Regions from separate parts of the Mus musculus genome. Here region 2 is linked to region 1. A link is a contact called in public HiChIP or PLAC-seq data. All regions are on one chromosome and are shown on one strand. The core of a region is the stretch at or near the end of the contact, and the rest is flanking DNA. Distances in the headings are between cores, read along the strand shown. Region 1 overlaps Gm21123 (a long non-coding RNA gene). Region 2 has its middle 13 kb from the start of Ctr9.

Region 1 (5,826 bases), core at 2,083-4,582:
GCTGGAATTACAGGTGTGCATGTCAGCTACAATAGTTCTGAACGAAATCATTTCTGTCTGGCAAAGCAAAGGGGATCTCATCTTTTAAAAAAGCATTGCTGTAGCAGGCAGTGGCGGTGCATGTCTTTACTTTAATCCTAGCACTTGAGAGGAAGAGAGGCAGATCTGTGTGCATTCAAGGCCAACCTGGTCTACAGAGTAAGTTCCATGACAGCTAAAGGCTACACAGAAAAACCCTGTCTTGGGTGGGGCGGGCATTGCTGTAGATCTTATTTCCTAAAATAAAATCAAATGTATTTGTTAATAGGTAATATACTCATTTGGGTGAAAGCTCAAATAATAGATTAGAGTATCACAAATACAGTAAATATTACTATACTAAGTTCTTGTATATTTATCCATAGAGATTTTGTGTATAAATGAGTGTTGCACAGGCTAACCTTGAACCTCTGCATTTAAATGATTCTCTTGCTTCAGCTTCCCAAAAAACTGGGAATACAGGAGCATGCCACCATACCCAGGCGCACAATTTTCTTTACTGAAGTTTATATCGCTGGTACCCACTCCCTTTCAGCATACAAACCTTCCCTCCGTATCCTTCTTCACAGATGCATGGTGTACCACTGAATGGAGATCGCTTACTGACGGTTGTTTAGGTCATCTCTACTTTTTTAAAATGTAGGAACAGTAGATAGAAATAGCATTGTACATACACGACATATAAAACATGGATCCAAGGTTATCGGTAGGATAATATTGTGCATGTTGCGTACATTCATTACATAATTTACTATCTAAAAGAGAAATTAATAGATTAAAAAGGTGCATATTTATGATTTTTAAAGTATTGCCACAGTTTCCATTGGCTGTACAAATACACAATACTGTGGAGTAACAAGGAATGTGTATCTACAGTTCTTTAGTCCCAAAAGCAGATCTAAGACCCTTGGAAATGTACTAGAAGCATTTTTGTTCTAACAAAAATGACTGTTTGGGGGAATTCCTGGAGGAGGGCTGGCCACCAGAAAGACCCAGCCATTCTCTGCTCTAACTCCTCACTTCCCAGGGAGAGAAGAGGAGCTGGAGGCAGACTGAAAGATTGATCAGGCTTCTGTGAGGAGGTCCCCACAAACACCCATCAGGTATGGGCATGGCTGTGTGGGTATGTGACTGTGCCCACAGGTTGAGAGGTGGCACACGCCAGCTTGGTAGAGACCAATACCCTTGAGCCCTGCTCCATGCTGATACCCCTCCAAGCACTCCTCTCTCCCTGTCTCTGTTGTCATATCTGTCATTATATATAAACTAGTAAATCTATTGCTTTGAGTTTTTTGAGCCATTGTAATAAATTATTGAAAACAAGTGGAGAATTGTGGGTATTCCCAAGCCATAGCTGATGGACAGAGAGGTGCGGGTAAGCTGTTTGCTCTTAACCTGTGGGGTCTGCATGAACTCTGTTCAGCAACTTTCAGAATTGAGCTAAATGGTGACTCACTCAGCTAGGGTCTGCAAAGGATTAGAGGAATATAAGAGAGACAGCTGGCTTTTCCTCTAAGATACCATTAGTAGTGTCCGAGATACCCACATCTTCACCATGGTCTCAAACTTGTTGATTGTTAACATTTTATCCTGTTGTTTTAATTCATGTTTATTCTATTCTTAGTGAGTTTTAACGATCTCCTTAATGAGTATTTTGTTTCTAGGAGTTACATTGGGATTTTAATATACAGCATTGATAACTAAAATTTGACTGACAATTTTGTTTCCTTAATATGTCATGTTTAAAAAAAATACATCTTATTTATTTTGTGTTTTCTTTTATTGTGTTGGCCTTAATTTCCAGAGCAATATTAAGGAATAACGCCAAAACTAATATCCTTTTGAGTTACTGATTTTAATGAATAAACTATAATGTTTCTTTTATTTCTTTCTCATTGTATTTTAATTTTAAATAAGATACTACCACTCTTTATTATGCCAAGAGATACTGGGATATCTAAAACAAACAAACAAACAAACAAACAAACAAACAGAAATGGATGTGGGTTTTTAGCTAACATTTTTCAGATAGTGAATCTGATGGCTTGAATACTGATGATTGGTATAAACCTGTATGTGTATGTGTGCAGTCATGTGTGTGCATGTGTGTGTGAATACACATGAAGGCCAGAGGCCAGCCTTCAGTGTCATTCCTTAAGCACCATCCACATTGTAATATTTTTTGTATTGTTATTATATTATGTATACGAGTGTTTTGCCTACATGTATTCCTCTGTACCGTGTGTGTGCCTGGTGTCTGAGAGGCCAGAAGAGGGCATCAGATCTCCTGGCACTTGAGTTAGAAATTGTTGTGAGCTGCCATGTGGGTACTGGGAATCATAACTGGGTCCTGTGGAAGAATAGCCAGTACTTTTAACTGCTGAGCCGTCTCTCCAGCCCCCATCTTGGTTTTTGACACGGGTCTCTCCCTGAGAGCTAGAGCTTGCCAATTAGGCTAAGCTAGCTGGTTATGGGTTCAGGGATCTGTTTGCATCTACTGTCCTCTCCCTCCGTATGCTTAAATCAATCTGCTCTTTTGCATAGTTGTTGGAGTTCCAACTCTGCTCCTCAAATTTGTGAAGCAAGAACTTACCAGCTGAGCCATCCAGCATCTCCTCCCTCTTTTGACATAAGATCTCATGGATCCCAGGCTGGCCTTGAACTTTCTATGTAGTAGAAGATGCTCTTGAACTTGTGATCATCCTGCCTCCACCTCTCAAGTGTTGGCCTGTGCTACCATGTTGGGTGCACGCAATGGTGGGGATCAAACCCAGGGCTTTGTGCATGGTAGGCGACCACTGCATCAACTGAACCACACCCCCAGCCCAAGCTGTTTAATTTTAGTCACCAGAGGAAGCCCCAACGTCACTACCGTGGCTGCTTCTTTTCCACATGTTTTATTGACCTTGTAAGTGTTGTTTTTTTTCTCCCTGTGTTGCTTCCTGTGTGTGCGCTATTCCTGACAGGTCTTGTTATCAGAGTTTTGATGAGCTCATAAAATAAATGGAATAGCTCTTATTTTTTTTTTTTCTTTATTTCCTTCCCATTAAATTCCTCTCTGCTCTCCTGAACTAGAGAAGCTGGACGAGTGCAGACACGCTCCAGGACCTTCAGTTGGTTCCTGGCTTCCTTCTTGCCTCTCACAGTGTTGTCTCTGGCATTTATGCCTCCCCTTGGGTCTGGATTCGCTGCCTGCTCTCTGGCATCTTTGCTTCAACCTGAACTGTCCTCTGAGTGAACCCAGGGGAGGGGATTTCCTTGCAGATGGAGGCTCTCCCCCAAGCCCCGCCCACTTCCTGCAGGAGTTCTCCCAGCTGGGCTTCCGCCTCTGGCTCTCTGCAGCCCTGGCCTGCCCCCTGGCCACCGTGTGTGTCCTGGTCGTGGCTTCTCATAAGCTACAAACAGGACCCACTTCCCTAGGTTCGCCGTTCAGGGATGTATTGAAGAGTCAAGAAGTTCCTGAGAGCAGCCGATTTGAAGGAATTGTTGCAAGGATGCACTGGGCTTGTTCCGGCTGTTTCCATGGCTGCTTCCGAAGAGAAAGATCACAGGGTAGACTCAAAGCAGGACTCCACCTACAAGGGAAATAGGAATTGGATGTCTACCCGCAGAGTTTGAGGGTCTGGTGTAGCCTGACTGTGCAGTTCTGCAATTCTTTTTCTTGCTTTTTGAAACAATTTGTATTATCCAGCATTTCTGTCCAGCTCTCAGTGAACAAAACCGGATGCTGAGGCCTGAGCCACGCACTTTGGTTCCTTTCGTTGGCACTCTAGGAAACTTTCCTTGCCATCTCTCTTGATGCCATCTAAAGCTAAGGCCACAGCATCTACAGTCTGACTGATTCGGAGTCTGAATCCTTCACGTGTCACTAATTGTGTGACTTTGGTCACACTGACTTGGAGGATGGAAAATGAAAGATCAGGGTTAGATGGTCCTGGTTCCCCTGATAGACAATGGATGTTTACTAGTCTGTGAGCGAGCACATAGAGGCCTTATGCCTGGACAATAACAAAATATGCTCTAACCACAGCAGCTAGGACATATGAGAACATGAACAAAACTGCACGCTCCTATGGAGTCTACAGCAAGACAAGATTGTGTTACAAGGCACATGTCACAACCACCCCCAGGTCCCTTGGGGAAGGCCTTCTGGGGAGATGGATGCTTTGGCCTGGATAAAAGAGACTGGGCCAAGTAGTGTGTGTAAGTACTTGAGATTCCTAGGAGTTGAGCATCTACTCAAAAGGGAGAGAATTGGAGTCAGCAGGTCTTCAGGCTGATGTGAGCTTGGCTTAACTGGGCCTACTAAGAACCAGGGTCAGTGGTCAGGGTAGGCCTAGAGGTTATAGCCCATCTCTGTGAAGTGGGTTGGGGGCTGCCTTTAAGGATCCCGGGGGACTGGGTGGTTCTCTGGAAGATGAAATTGGTGGAGCATGTGACCTCAAGTCCATGAACTCCTCAAGTCACCCTCACCATGGAGAGGTGAGGGTGGGGTGTTGGGTAAAGAGTGAGAAGAAGTAAAGGAGACCCCCAAACTTGAGGCAGAGTACTCAGGCGATCTTTAGTCTTTAGGCTGGCATGAGGAGGCTGTAGAGAATGACCAGGGAGAGGGAGTAACTGGCAACGTTTTCAGGAATTATTAATGAATTAGCACAGCCTTGCAGAAGTCTCCTCCTGCCCAGGATTTAAATCGCAAGCTCCACCCCTCCTTTGCCTCTCTGCAGTTTTGCTCTCTTAGGCTGAAGAGTCATGAGTCTTGTTTGCCAACTATTTCCAGCTTTCTCCTCTTCCAGGCACGTGACAGGATTGCTCTTCTTGGCTCCCTGTGGCTCGCTGGAGACAGAGTGACAATTTATGGCTGGTGGATTGTGCATGGGAGGGACATACATCATCCCCGGGCCAGAGTATTTCATCGCTAGTGCAGGGCCTTCCAGGACTCTCTTCCTGCCAGTGGTGTGGACGTCGTTCAAGATGGTGGCTGCTCTCGCTACAATAATCGAAACTGACCTCTAGTATGGACAGGGATGAGGAAAACACTGCTCTGCTGTTATAATGAGATTTCTATTCACAAAATGCCACTGCAGACCTGCGTCTCCTATCTATTCCCACAATCATACTGATTTTCTTTCTTAAAGGTTCTGGGCCTTCTAAGTGAATGTCTTTCTCTCTCCCTCCCCTCTCCCTTCTTCTGTCCCTCACTCCTTTCCTCCCTCTTTTTTTTTCCTCTTGCAGGTACATGTATAGATACACATGGGTGCCCCAAACTGAAGTCAGGTTTCTTCCTCAATTGGTCTCCACCTTATTAATTGTGACAGAGTCTCTCACTGAACCAGGAGCTCATAATTCTAACTAACCTAGCTATTTGGCTTTCCCTGGGGGAATCCTGTGTCTACCTCCTGAACGATGGGGTTATGGGTGGTCAGGATACCTGCCTGACTTTATGTGGGTGTTGGGAAACACACACTGCTCCTCATGCTTGTGTGGTAAGTGTTTTATCCACTGAGCGCTATCGCCCACCACTCCCACTCCCCATTTCTTTACCTGGTTATCATCATTCAAGCACGCATATCTGGGCTTAGTTCCCATTTTGAGACCTTTAAAGTTCTTTCTTCTTTGACCATGGAGAAAGGTGGGCTCCTCTCAAGCAAGACTGGAGGGTAGAGATGGAGGGAGGGTAGAGAGTGTGTGGTGGCCGACATCCAAGGCGGCTCATGTCATCTCTTCTTCCTTACCCACACCCTGTGCATGCTGCCCTTCATTTGGTAGGGCTGGCCTCTGTGATAGCTG
Region 2 (5,826 bases), core at 1,316-3,815, 330 kb after region 1:
GTGTGGGTGGGTGTTCCTGTGTTGTGTTCATGTATGTGGTGTGTGTTCGTGTAGGTGGGTGTTCATATGTGTGCTCATGTATGTGTTCCTGTGTTAGGTTCATGTATGTGTGTGCTTGTGTATGTGCGTTCATGTAGGAGGGTGTTCATGTGAGTGGGTAAGTGTTCATGTAAGTGTGGATTCATGTGAGTGTACGTGTGTGTGCACATGAATATGGAGGTCAAAGTACAGTCTCAGGTGTCATCTTGTAGGCAGAACCATCAGTTTTTTGTTTTTAAGGTTTGTTCATTTGTATTTTATGTGTATGAGTGTTTTGCCTGTATGTCTATGAATACACCTGGTGTTTGCAGTACCTAAGATGGCAAGAGGGGGGTGCTGAATCTCCTGGGGCTGAAGTTCCAGGTAGCTGAGAGCTGTAGCATGGGTGCTGGGAATCAAACCAGATCCTCTGAGGCACTGAGCCATTTCTCTAGCCTCCATCATGATTTTTAAGAATAGGTCTTTCACTGAGACCTGGGGCTGGCCTGGTGGCCTAGGCCTGTCCCAGTGTCCCCAGAGTTGGATTACACAAGTGCACTACCACATTCAGCTCTTTTGTATTTAACTATGGTCCTGGGGATCAGCCTCAGGTCCTCGTGTTTTGAGCACTTTATCGGGCGAGCCCCAGCCCCAGCCCCAGCCCCAGCCCCAGCCCCAGCCCAGAACTGGCTTTCTAAGGTCCACCTTGCCTGTCCTACTCACCACAATGAGAACCTACTATAAGGCCCTCTTCCCTGCTTCCTCCACCACTCTGGTGAAAGTCAGATAAAGTCAGATACAAGAACTTTTGAGGTCTTAGTTCTTCATTACCCTTTTCTCCTCCAAAGAGCCTACCCAAAGCAGATCACATGAACAGTCTGAGTTCAATCAAGGCCGTTCCCTCCTGGAGAGGCACCCACAAGCTTTTGAGCCAAAGAACCCTAGACGGGAGGCTGAGCTCCACTCTGTGTTGAGCAGAAGGCATCCTCTCTGAGACATCTTCATAATCCATCTTCCAAGCAGGGTAAGTAATGCTCACCCTCAGAGTGGCTAGAGAGATTGGAGGGAGGAGCAGGGTGACAGCAAAGATTTTCCGCCCTCCAAATCCAAAGGCACTGGCCTGACTCTCATCTCGGCCTCTACAAAATATTAAGATCCACTTAGAGAGCCAGTCTTCCCCAGGGTTTGAATTGTGTCACTCTCTTTAGAAGAGAGAGAGAGAGAGGCTGCCATCCATCCTGGTTTAAGCACAACTGTCTTCTCCTACATGAAGTTCCATGAACTGCACACAGTGCCTTGTGGTCACACTAAGGATCAAGAGACCAAAAGGAAAGGAGGGAAAGCAGAGGCTGGGCCTGTTCCCGGCCTTCATCAAGAGCTCCGACGGGAGCTGCTTCTCACTGAGAATCCTGGATATAAGAAACAGAAAAGCCCAATATGAACGAATTAAAGACACACGGCAATGTGGTATCAGAACCTAAAGTCGAGAGGTGGCATAGGCTGTCCCAAGGCTCCAAATACTGGGGTGGTGGAAAACCACTGCCAGCTCTGTCTGCAAGCCTCTTGTCTGCACATCTCCATCAGCGTTTTCTGACTTGGCCTTTTCTTGGGGGTAACAGAGCAGCAGCCGACAGCTTCCACAGCTACTTCCTCCCTCATTCACTCTTAGAACAGCTGCAGCCACCAAGGCGATGTAGAGGGGCTGAGGTTGTGTTGGTACCATTAGCTGAGAGTTGGTTTGATCCTAGACTTAAATCACACTGTTGCTCTCTCTGCACACGGACATGGAGGTGAGAAAGAGGAACTTGGAATGTATCCATAAAACCCACTGCAGAGCCCCACCCCCTGGTGTGTTAGACTGTGAGTTAGTATGTATGCATGATAGGTCGTGGGTAGCAGGTGTATGCCTTTGAGCACATGAGTGAATGTTACATGGATGATATGTGCACATAAGTACATGCACGTGGCTTGTGGATTTATGTTGTGGTTCACATTTATGCAAAGTGTGTGAATTGAGAAACCAAAATCAGTTTCCATGCAAGACCTTGCACTCTGGTCACTGCTGCTGTGGCCTCGATGGCCCCCAATGACCTGCTGCAAAATCCCCTTCCCCAGCAGCACCTGTGACAGGTTGGACATATAAAACAAACACTAAAACCTGCTGAAAGAGAGAGAGAGAGAGAGAGAGAGAGAGAGAGAGAGAGAGAGAGAGAGAAGGAAAACTAGTTTAGAGAACGAAAGAAAGTTATTTCCAACCATGTATGTCCTGGGACCAGCACTTTAACCCTTCCTAGCTCCCTGCCTGGCTGAAGCAAAAAGGGCCCCAAATCCCACTTGTAGTCACTACATCCAAGTGTGAGGCAGCCCCGTTGTCACATCCACCTCCACCCGTCTTCCCACCTTATTTTTCTTTTTCCCAGGGACCCACAGGAAGACACTGGCACTCAGTGCTGTATCAGCAGATCTCAACACTCTGTCTTGACTCTTGTAAGCACCAAGTTCAGCTGAGATCTAGAGAAGCCCATGCAATGGCCGGAAGTCCCTGCTTTGCATGGCCCTCTGCTGCCCCCTGCTGGACTATACAGCCTCTGGCTCCCCAGCAACTACCCATTCATCGACCCTAAAACAAGGCTCACCAACACTTCACCCACCCAACACTACTCACTATGCTGGATCCTGTGAAAAGTCACCTTTCTTTTTTTTTTTTTTTTATTACGTATTTTCCTCAATTACATTTCCAATGCTATCCCAAAAGTCCCCCACACCCTCCCCCACCCCCACTCCCCTACCCACCCATTCCCAATTTTTTGGCCCTGGCGTTCCCCTGTACTGGGGCATATAAAGTTTGCCTGTCCAATGGGCCTCTCTTTCCAGTGATGGCCGACTAGGCCATCTTTTGATACATATGCAGCTAGAGTCAAGAGCTCTGGGGTACTAGTGAAAAGTCACCTTCTTGTTCCAAGGATCCTGTCCTTGATTTGTTTCTAAAAAAACCAAAAAGGTAAAGATGGGGTAAGGCTACTTTACAGAGTCACAGTCGAGTTAAAGAGTGTAGCCATTCCTGAATCAAACTTACTGTATGCCTGCTGTTTGCTAGATACTATGTCAGAACCAAGGAAAGGAAAGAAACAAAAAAAGGAACAATCCTTGGTGCTTCTTGCCCTGAATCAACACAGCAGTGAGTCAGGCTGACAATTAAAAAAACAAACAGACCTGCAGTGGGGTGGGAGGGTAAGGGGGCACTGGACAGGGAGAGGCAAGGAGCCAGGAGAGATGAAGCCAGAAGCGCATTGGGGCCAGGCTGTCCTGTAAAAGCACAGGAGGCCACAGAAGGCTGCAAAGGAAGACTGGGAGATGGTGCCTGTCCCTCTTTCTGCCCGCCCCTGGTGGACCCCTCCAGGCTCTGGGAACCGGCATCCCTCAGGGTCTGTCTCCTGCTCTTTTCTGTCTACATTTCTTGCCCCATTGTCGTGATTCTAAACAAGATCTGTATGGTGGCTGGTGTCTCCGTGTAGACCTCTCTGCAGACTGCAGATGAAATAAACACTTTTCTGCCTACATGTGGGTTTCCTAGGCACCCGCCCTCTTTATTTTAACTTTTTGGTTAGTACACAGAGAGGAATCACACTGTGATGTGTTCATACACATTCCTTGTTTCTCTGCCCCACATACACTGCCCCCCCATGCACAAAGCCCCATTCGCTGGTCCCTTTCCTTCCCACATGGTCCCCATTCTGTGACACTATATTCCATGGTCATCTTCCCACCTTCCATCCTCTTCTCTCATGGTCTCATTTCTTCTTTCATGTCATACACACACACACCATATATACACACAAATTTTTTTCTCTAGATTTTGTTTGTATCAAGTGAAAATACATAGTACTTGTCTTTCTCTGGCTAATTTTGCTTAACACAATGGTCTCTAGTTCCATCTACTTTTCTGAAAATGTCATAATTTCATTCTTTACAACTAAACCTAATCCCACTGTGTATCCGTACATTTCCGTCTCCGTGAACCTGTTGATGGGCGTCAAGGGTGGCTTCACTACCTGGCTGTTGGGACTACAGCAGAGGAAGCCTGGATGTACAAGTGTCTCTGAGGTACAGTGAGCTTTTTAATAAAAACCCAGCCCAGCAAGGTCCCAGCGCCTTTCTCCTGTAACTCACCCCATCTCAGCAAATCCAATACTCTCTGAGATCTTAGAATGTCAATAAGCCCAAATGCGGTGTTAAGTCCTTCAGTGTTCCTTGAGCCACCGGCATTTTAAACACATGTGTTTAGGTGGCTAGGTGAACGGTTCAGAAAGGCTGTGCATGGCAAGGCGCTTCAGGAATTAGCCTCCGTTCCTTCCTGCTCTCACTCTGCACCCAGTCTTGACTTCCCTTCCTTTCTTTCTCCACTGCTCACACAAATGATCAACACCTTCCCGGGCCTGGTCCACACCAGGTGTGGCTCTCTCGGTCCTCCCACCACCCTCCACATGACAGTCAGAATGTCATTGCTATTCTTTGGGAATCTGCAGCTTGTCACACACACCACACCCCCACGCTTCAAATCTAGAGGTTTTACCAAATCTGGCCCACATTGCTAGAGAGATGGCTCAGCTACTAAGAGCACTTGTGGCTCTTACTGTGGATCTGAGTTTGGATGACAGCATCCACACAACAACTCACAATCATCTGTAACTCCAGTCTCAAGGAATGCAACTTTCTTCTAACCTTCCTGGACATAAGGCACATGCATGATACACAAACATACATGCAGGCAAAATACTCATGCACATAAAACAAAATAAATAGTCTAAAAATGCATTTTAATCTAGCCTTCTTTCCAAAACATCTCATCCTTTTTTCCCTGTTTCCCATGCTCATGACACGGGTCCTTCATAGTCCCTTCAAACAGGAACTGGAATTGTCTCCTGCCTTCTCTTCAGGCATGCCACTTCTTTACCCAGGACACTCCTGTCTGCTCTTTATGAAGCTGACTGTGTCTTATTCACCTAGCTAACAAGACCTCCCCTGTCTCCTCTATACCAACTGTCTTCCCATACCAAGATGGACTTTGAAGTTCCAACCAATAAACAGGTTACAGGAAGAAAGTACTAAAGCCAAAGAAAAATCAGCACTCAACCCAAATAGCAGGTGTACTGTACAGGGAAAGTGTCAAAACAGGGCTAAGGAGGGGTGGGGTGCCATCGCCAAAGCCCAGCCCAGCCCTGAGTAGCCTCCACTGTTCAGAACCTAGAGACGAGGCAGCTGCCTGCCACCTTTGAGGTTACATGAGTTCTTGTCTCACTCATTACCTCCCACAGTCACTCCAGATGAAAGAATGTTCAGATGGAGACACTAACTCATAAAGTCACTTAAAATGCAAATTATTTTATTACCAATCCAAGAAAAATAAAGGCTCTTCTGAGATGACTATAAAACCCAGGGGCCTTAAAGAGAGACACCAATAAATTTGCACAAATAGCAATATTATTTGGGTCTAAAAAGAGAAGTTCACTCAAAAGACTAACTTCCAAACCAGAGAAAAATATATCTTAGAACAAACTTGTCAAAAGAGTTCTTTCCTTAAATAAACAGAACTGATATAAATGAGTTTTTTTTTAAAGAAGCCAATAGAAAGCCATGCCAAGTATAGAAATATTTATAGAGAAATAAATGGAGAAGACCCTGAACATATGGGAAGATGTTCTCCTACGGTATAATTAAAGAAATTAACATGGTGTGTTTCCAGTTAGCAAACTGGGAAAACAAAAGACCAAAAGCCTCTGTGGTGCCAACAGGAAGTGCCTGATCTTC

Evidence for each region. HiChIP or PLAC-seq counts read pairs in DNA pulled down with a chosen protein or histone mark.
Region 2: an H3K4me3 HiChIP or PLAC-seq map of bone marrow-derived macrophages shows a contact between it and region 1, with 4 times the contacts expected there. The contact joins two enhancer-like sites. A contact is called at or near these places in 1 of 39 promoter capture datasets (liver), 1 of 15 datasets of contacts at CTCF or cohesin (large pre-B cells), 3 of 115 datasets of contacts at active chromatin or transcription factors (bone marrow-derived macrophages, embryonic forebrain and embryonic stem cells) and 1 of 9 other capture datasets (embryonic stem cells).

Annotation. Positions count from the first base shown.
Region 1 is chr7:110,686,184-110,692,009 of GRCm38.p6, forward strand. It overlaps Gm21123 (a long non-coding RNA gene), which reads right to left. Exons shown (of 4, transcript XR_140838.1): 3 at 5,581-5,826; 4 at 3,980-5,026. Among named protein-coding and RNA genes, the nearest start is that of Gm21123, 11 kb to the right of the region's middle. Within about 2 kb of position 3,333, at least 136 of the 459 cell types and tissues checked have an H3K27ac peak or open chromatin away from gene starts, as enhancers often do.
Region 2 is chr7:111,012,551-111,018,376 of GRCm38.p6, forward strand. No RefSeq gene overlaps it. Among named protein-coding and RNA genes, the nearest start is that of Ctr9, 13 kb to the right of the region's middle. Within about 2 kb of position 2,566, at least 50 of the 459 cell types and tissues checked have an H3K27ac peak or open chromatin away from gene starts, as enhancers often do.